Regions from separate parts of the Columba livia genome. Here region 1 is linked to region 2. A link is a contact called in public Hi-C data. All regions are on one chromosome and are shown on one strand. The core of a region is the stretch at or near the end of the contact, and the rest is flanking DNA. Distances in the headings are between cores, read along the strand shown. Region 1 overlaps AMMECR1 (AMMECR nuclear protein 1). Region 2 holds the start of AMMECR1 (AMMECR nuclear protein 1).

What was found. A called contact is a pair of places that touch in the nucleus more often than the background predicts.
Region 1: a Hi-C map of crop shows a contact between it and region 2, with 2.3 times the contacts expected there. The contact joins the enhancer-like site here to the promoter of AMMECR1 in region 2. A contact is called at or near these places in 2 of 2 Hi-C or Micro-C datasets (crop and liver).

Annotation. Positions count from the first base shown.
Region 1 is chr12:2,676,056-2,679,082 of bColLiv1.pat.W.v2, reverse strand. The region is part of intron 2 of AMMECR1 (AMMECR nuclear protein 1); the gene reads right to left. Among named protein-coding and RNA genes, the nearest start is that of ACSL4, 55 kb to the left of the region's middle. Within about 2 kb of position 1,737, at least 1 of the 3 cell types and tissues checked has an H3K27ac peak away from gene starts, as active enhancers do.
Region 2 is chr12:2,604,595-2,607,443 of bColLiv1.pat.W.v2, reverse strand. AMMECR1 (AMMECR nuclear protein 1) reads right to left here and starts at 1,397. Exons shown (of 6, transcript XM_065077260.1): 1 at 1,161-1,397. The coding sequence starts at 1,332.

The sequences.
Region 1 (3,027 bases), core at 488-2,987, 71 kb before region 2:
TGTGTATGCGCTTGGTTCTGTTGTTCATTTTGATTTTTGTTTGTGGATTTTCTGTTCCTTTTTATTTAGTTAAACTATGCAGCACTGGATATTGTCAGCCTTCTTGCAGGTGGCATAACAACGCTACAGAACACGTTAAGAGGACACACCAATTAAAAGAAAATTCTTAATAGCTATTAAGAGCAGACCCAGCAACAAAGAGATACCAACAAGCTGCCAGGGTTGCACCTCAAACATTCTGAGAAAACACTTTGATTTGTTCACCATATCCCGAAGGACAAAGCAATATAGAGTTTTTATTACCAGTTCAGATCACTGATTGACAAGGAAGAAAAGAACCATCTACCACAGAGATTTGCTCACTTCAGTGCTTTCCTGATCTCTGACTCAGACAACAGGGATGAGAACAACTACATTTCAAAGCTTTTTCTGAATTCAGATGTCAACAGACCTTAAAAACTTCATCTTTAGGAGTCAAGACACCTAAACTTCTTGGTTGGTGAAGTTATTCATCTAAGACATGCTAAAATAAGAATAAAAAGTGCAAGGTTCTGGGTGGGAGCAGCAGCTTCATACAGAACAAGGCAGGGTCACCCACCCCTGGGACACCCTCGTTTCTGTATCTGCGACAAGACACCCAGTTGGGGTGAGTTCATACAAGTCACGTCAAAACGCTTCGTGGTCAGGAATCAAACAGAAGTGGCTGTTGCTGGTGGTGACAGAACCCAGCAAAGCCTCAACAACCCCACTCGAGGGGACTGGGTTCAACAACCGTGCTGAACAAAAGGTACTGTAAGACAGGCGAAGCTAACAAAAGCTGTATTACAAATGGTATGTATTTATGGCTGTACATCAAGATTTTTGTCAACACTTTGTCATTGACCTAGAAATTCTTGAAAGACATAAGTTATAAAAATATTAATGTAAATATCAGTCAAATACAAAAGGGGGCGGGGGGAGCCATGACAATTCAGGTATTTTCTTTGGAGTACTTCTGAAACCTGAACAAAGACAATTAGGATATACGGCATTCAACCGGTTCTCCATCATGCTTATTTCAGTATTTTCTACCGCCTGTTCCTCGTGCTGTACGAACTCACTGATACTGCATTTGTGCAGAAGCGGTGCCAGCAGCCAACGCCACAGTCACCACAGCGGGGAGGCACAGGGTTACGGACATCTTCAGAAAGTTCTGGAATACATACTGAGTTTGATATGGAGCGCAGACACAAGTGGAAAAGTATTTAATGGCTTCAATTATAGTCTTAACGGTATTTTTGTGTGCGCACACGTGCATTGTGCCACCCATACAAACCACATTGGTATCGCTGATACTGCTGTGGGATCACAGCGGTTCTTCCCAAACAAGTTCACCAGTTTAAAACAACAAGAGAGGTATTTCTAGAATCATTCTAGGGGCACTAAAACTTCCCAGACAAACCTTTATTTTAACCTCGATTTCTTCCTCTGGCTATCTCGGCTCGCAGCACACGCTCGGGTAACTCCGCAGCACATACGGCAGGACTAACACGGGCTGGGATGCTGCGGGGCCTCTGCACCCCCTGTGTCTGTCAATACACCTGCAGACGCTGCCCCAGCCCCCGAGGGCTGCCGGCTGCTGCTGCTTCAGCTGCGTCCATCAGAGCCACCTAAATCACAGCTGGGAATCATCAAACTCCTCAGCATTACAAAACTGCTCCTAAGAAAAGCAAGCTCACAACCACAGAGGCTGTAAAAGCTCAGGCTTCCATAAATTTAAACTGAGCTTTTTAGAAGAAAAACAGAATAAAGATGTTTTTACTGCCGCTCTAACAATTACCCAGAGAAACATTCCATCACACTCTGGATTCTTCCAAATAAACTCCTTATGTCACAATAACGTTACACTGTATGGACATAATGCCTGCAATGAATTTTTACTTCTTACTGCTATAATATATCAAGGAAACAATGAAGGCTTGTGTGGGGTGGTCCCTTAAAGTTTAAGGTAATTTTGTGGATGTGCTGTTAAGGTCTTCGAGTGGAAAAGCACGATCACAAAAGTCACAGCTCTGCAATGTGCTCTCATCAGAAATAGAACACCGTTAGAACTAAAGAAATCCACCAAGTAATATTGTAGTACAATATTGTATTACATTACTAAGAGTCAAGTTTCTACCGCTTCAACTTCCTTCCTGTTTCCTGAAGCTAGAATTCTTCCACTGTATCCCTTCTGCGGTTCTGAAGGACTTAATTTTCTCCTTGAATGCAAAGAAAGAACAAACAGATGAAAAACTCTGCATTTTTCTCATACTCTTAATGCTGCAGGGCGTGGGGGATCATTTTGCATTCCTATACAGTTATGTCCTATTACACTGAAAAATAAAACATCTTAAGATGTAGCAGAGCTTCAGTAATAGTTTTGTGGTAGGGCTGCACAAAGGTATGTGAAATCCCGAATATTCACCCATGAGGCACAGCTGATCGCAAATTACAGCTACCGCGCGTTTGCAGGGGTGTAGCACCAAACTGTAAGTGCTCCATATGCTCCATACCTGTAGAGCTGAAGCACATCAGCTGGGAAGAGCCGTGCGGAGCTGCCTGCGCCGCTCGGCGTGCAGCCCGAGCGCCCTCTGACCGCAGGGGCACCCAAGGTAAAGCAGCTGCACGTGCAGGAGTTGCTTCAAAGGCGGCAGCTGCTTTTCTGCCTTTCTGTATTGTCCCTCGGCCCTCCCTGCAGCTCCCACCACGCTGGGATAATCGAGGACAACGGCATTCAAAAAGATGCGACCGTTTTTCCGTCAGACTCCTGCAAACACCGGGGAAGCTGAAAGGTGTCAATTGCCATGGAAATGTCCTGGTTTGATCCATGAAAAGCAAAACCGGCAGCACTTAAACCAGCCTCACAGCAGAACACAGTAAGAGCTCGTCACAGTCATTCCAGGCGCTTATGTGAAAAATGAATAACAAAACTGACCAGCGTTTGGTGTGTAGGTTTTTGTTTGGGGAACACATGATAACAGACTAGCCAGAAAACTCTGAGCTCCA
Region 2 (2,849 bases), core at 148-2,647:
CTGCAGACTGTAATGTCTGAGCGTTTTGATGGGAAATGTGATGTGGCTGCGGCTGCACAGTGCGCTCCCGGCCGTGCTGGCAGCACACACAGGTAGCTTTGGATCGCTGCTTCTACCAGAGGCGGCCTCCCCGGCTCTGTGCAAAGTCAGGCTTTCTAAAACCTCTCCTAATAGCACAACAAACACCGAGTTGCAGTCAAATATTTGGATGATGTACATTAAGCCCCCGGGGGAATTCTCTGTTTGCAATCATCGCATTACTGAACAAGAAAGGATAAAGCAATTCCAGTTTTTCTAAAAAGCCTGAAGTACAGGAAAGGACCCAAAGAATCCCTTTTCTAATTCCTGTCACCAGATATTCACAGGATTTGGTTTGTACATTTATTAGACATGAGCTGCATTCATCCTCCTGCAATAGTATGTATAAGTAAAATATCCCTGAGGATGTTAAACTATTCTTACAAGTATTTCAGTAAAATAGTTATGTCCTATAAAATTGGAATCTCGCCATTTTTGCCGAGCTTACTTGGTGCATTTCTGTGAGCATATATAAAAAGAACGGCATGATAAAACCTATTCGTTTTTAGTACAGCTCGCTCTGCTGCGTTGGTTTGATGCTGTACATGTCTTTGTAGTGTTAGCGCACTGCTGTGTGGCAGCTTAAAGGTATTATAGCAGAGCCGGCACACAAGCTATGCAGAGAAGAACTATAAATCAGCAGTAGCAGGTCTTTTTTATAATGTTCCCATCTACCGTACATAAAATCATTCCCTGATTAGAATAATTTGCTAAGCTAAATAATAAGGCTCACAGTATATCTGAAATAGAGAAGATCAGGCAATAGAAATACCCACAGTTTCAATCAGGATTACAAATTACAGATCTCCAAAAGATGCTAAAATGTAAGGAAAAAACCCCAACCCCTGGAACTCATCAAAATGAGTGTCAGTCATTGATTTCTAGAACACACAAAGAGACGGTGAGTATAAATGTGTTACTTACAAGTGCTGAGGATTTTAGGGAATGAAAATGGAGACCAGGAGCTGGAGACTGCCTGCCATGCCAGCAGTGTTGATTTGGAAGCGATGGACACAAATAAACGTTCAGCAAAGCTGAAAAAGCTGCAATGCGAGGCTAGCCAAAAGTGTCCATGTCCTTACCGTGCTGGGGCTGGCAGGCAATCCGTGTCTGGGAGCCGTCAGTCCTTCTAATCAGGCTCCGGGGATTTTGTTTGCAAGAGAGATTGTCCTTTAAGTGATCAGTGCAGGAAAACAGAGAAATAAAGAGAAATGAGCAAATTGTACAAGGCAAATAGCTGCAGGTCTTTAGCATGCTCCCTGCGTTTTCCTGAGCTGCATCTGCAGTAGAGAAAATATCCCCAAAATAGCTCAGGCTGCCAATGACTTGCTGAAACCTGAGAAAGAATTGCTGAATTTAAAGATCTGGGTTGCTGTGGGTGTGTGATTAAAGTGAGGAATCGCTGGCAGGAAGAACCTAGGGTGAAACTACATGCTTGAGGAGTAACTTGTGAGTTCACTGGTATCAGAACATGAGCTGACCTCTGGTTCCCCCCTCCTCCACCCAATGCCAGTTAACCCTTAAGAGTTCAGCATGGAAGCAAGTTCTGCAATAGCGGATGGGAGAGGAACTATGACCCCCCAAAAAGTTCTTTTTAACTATAATATCTGTGATGTAGTGACCTACAGTCAGTGTCCTATTTCCTCAATTTCAAAGCAGTCAGGCAAGCTGATATTTTGCAGGGGTCTTGGCAGCTGCACAGTTCTAACTTCTGGAAAGCTCAGTCTTGTTTCGGGTCGGTGCTACATACCCCCTTTGAGCTGTTTGCGGTCCCACAGAGTGAAGGGAATTCAGGTAGAACTTTGAGGAAGGAAGGATAACGTAACACTTTAGGAAATACTGACTTAGGGACAAAATATCAAGAATTGCCAGAGTATTTGGCACAGCCTCGGAGGAGGCACTGCTCTCTCTGTGCTGTGCCCAAGCGAATTACAGTAGCTCAAGGACTGCTCCAGGTGGGTCTGGTCTCTGAGTGTCCCCTTTGGATTCCTCACGCTCGCACTGATCACTGGACCGTTGTACACTGTAGCCCCAGTCCCCAGCTTGCTCCCTGGCACTTTTTAATGTTACTTCCCTGATTTAGAAGAGAACAAGAAGCAGTTGGCACAAAATTGGGTACACTGGCTTGACAGCAGTTAAGTTGCTCGAGCAGTGCCAAAAGTAATCCTCAGTAACCTACTTAGGACAGTATTAAAGCTGCCAGAGCATGGACTAGGAGCTAGTCCCCAGTTTTCTTTGTACTGACACTGAAAAGGGAAAGAGCTTCAGTGCTATAACTGGGTTAGATTCAAGGCACATGGGACTGGATTATGAGAAGCTGCTGCCTTGAAAAAGCAGTTGTACATCTAAGAAAAGAGGCAAATATGGCCCTGACTCCAGAATGCGTTTTTGTTTTAACACCAGTTTTTTAAGATGTGCCAAATAATAGTGATATCACAGGGAGAACAAAATATTTAATGTGCTTCAGCCATAGTGGTGTGTGATCACTTAATCATCCTGGTGGGACTGTCCACTCCACACGATGAAGCTGTACTTCTTCAAGGGCATCTGAGCATTTGATCTTGAAGATGCTGTGCGTATGTGAATGTATTTAATGTGTACTGGTTGCTGTAGTGTCACACTCGGTGAAGTTCTGTGGGGCTAACGAGTTCAGCATTTGTCCTATGAAAATAAATAGGTGTTTAAGTTGCACATGTACAAGGGCAGCTGAGGATGCCCAGCTCTGACCTTCTCCTTTGTAGGTGCTTTGGAGAAAAAGGCCCGTTATCAGG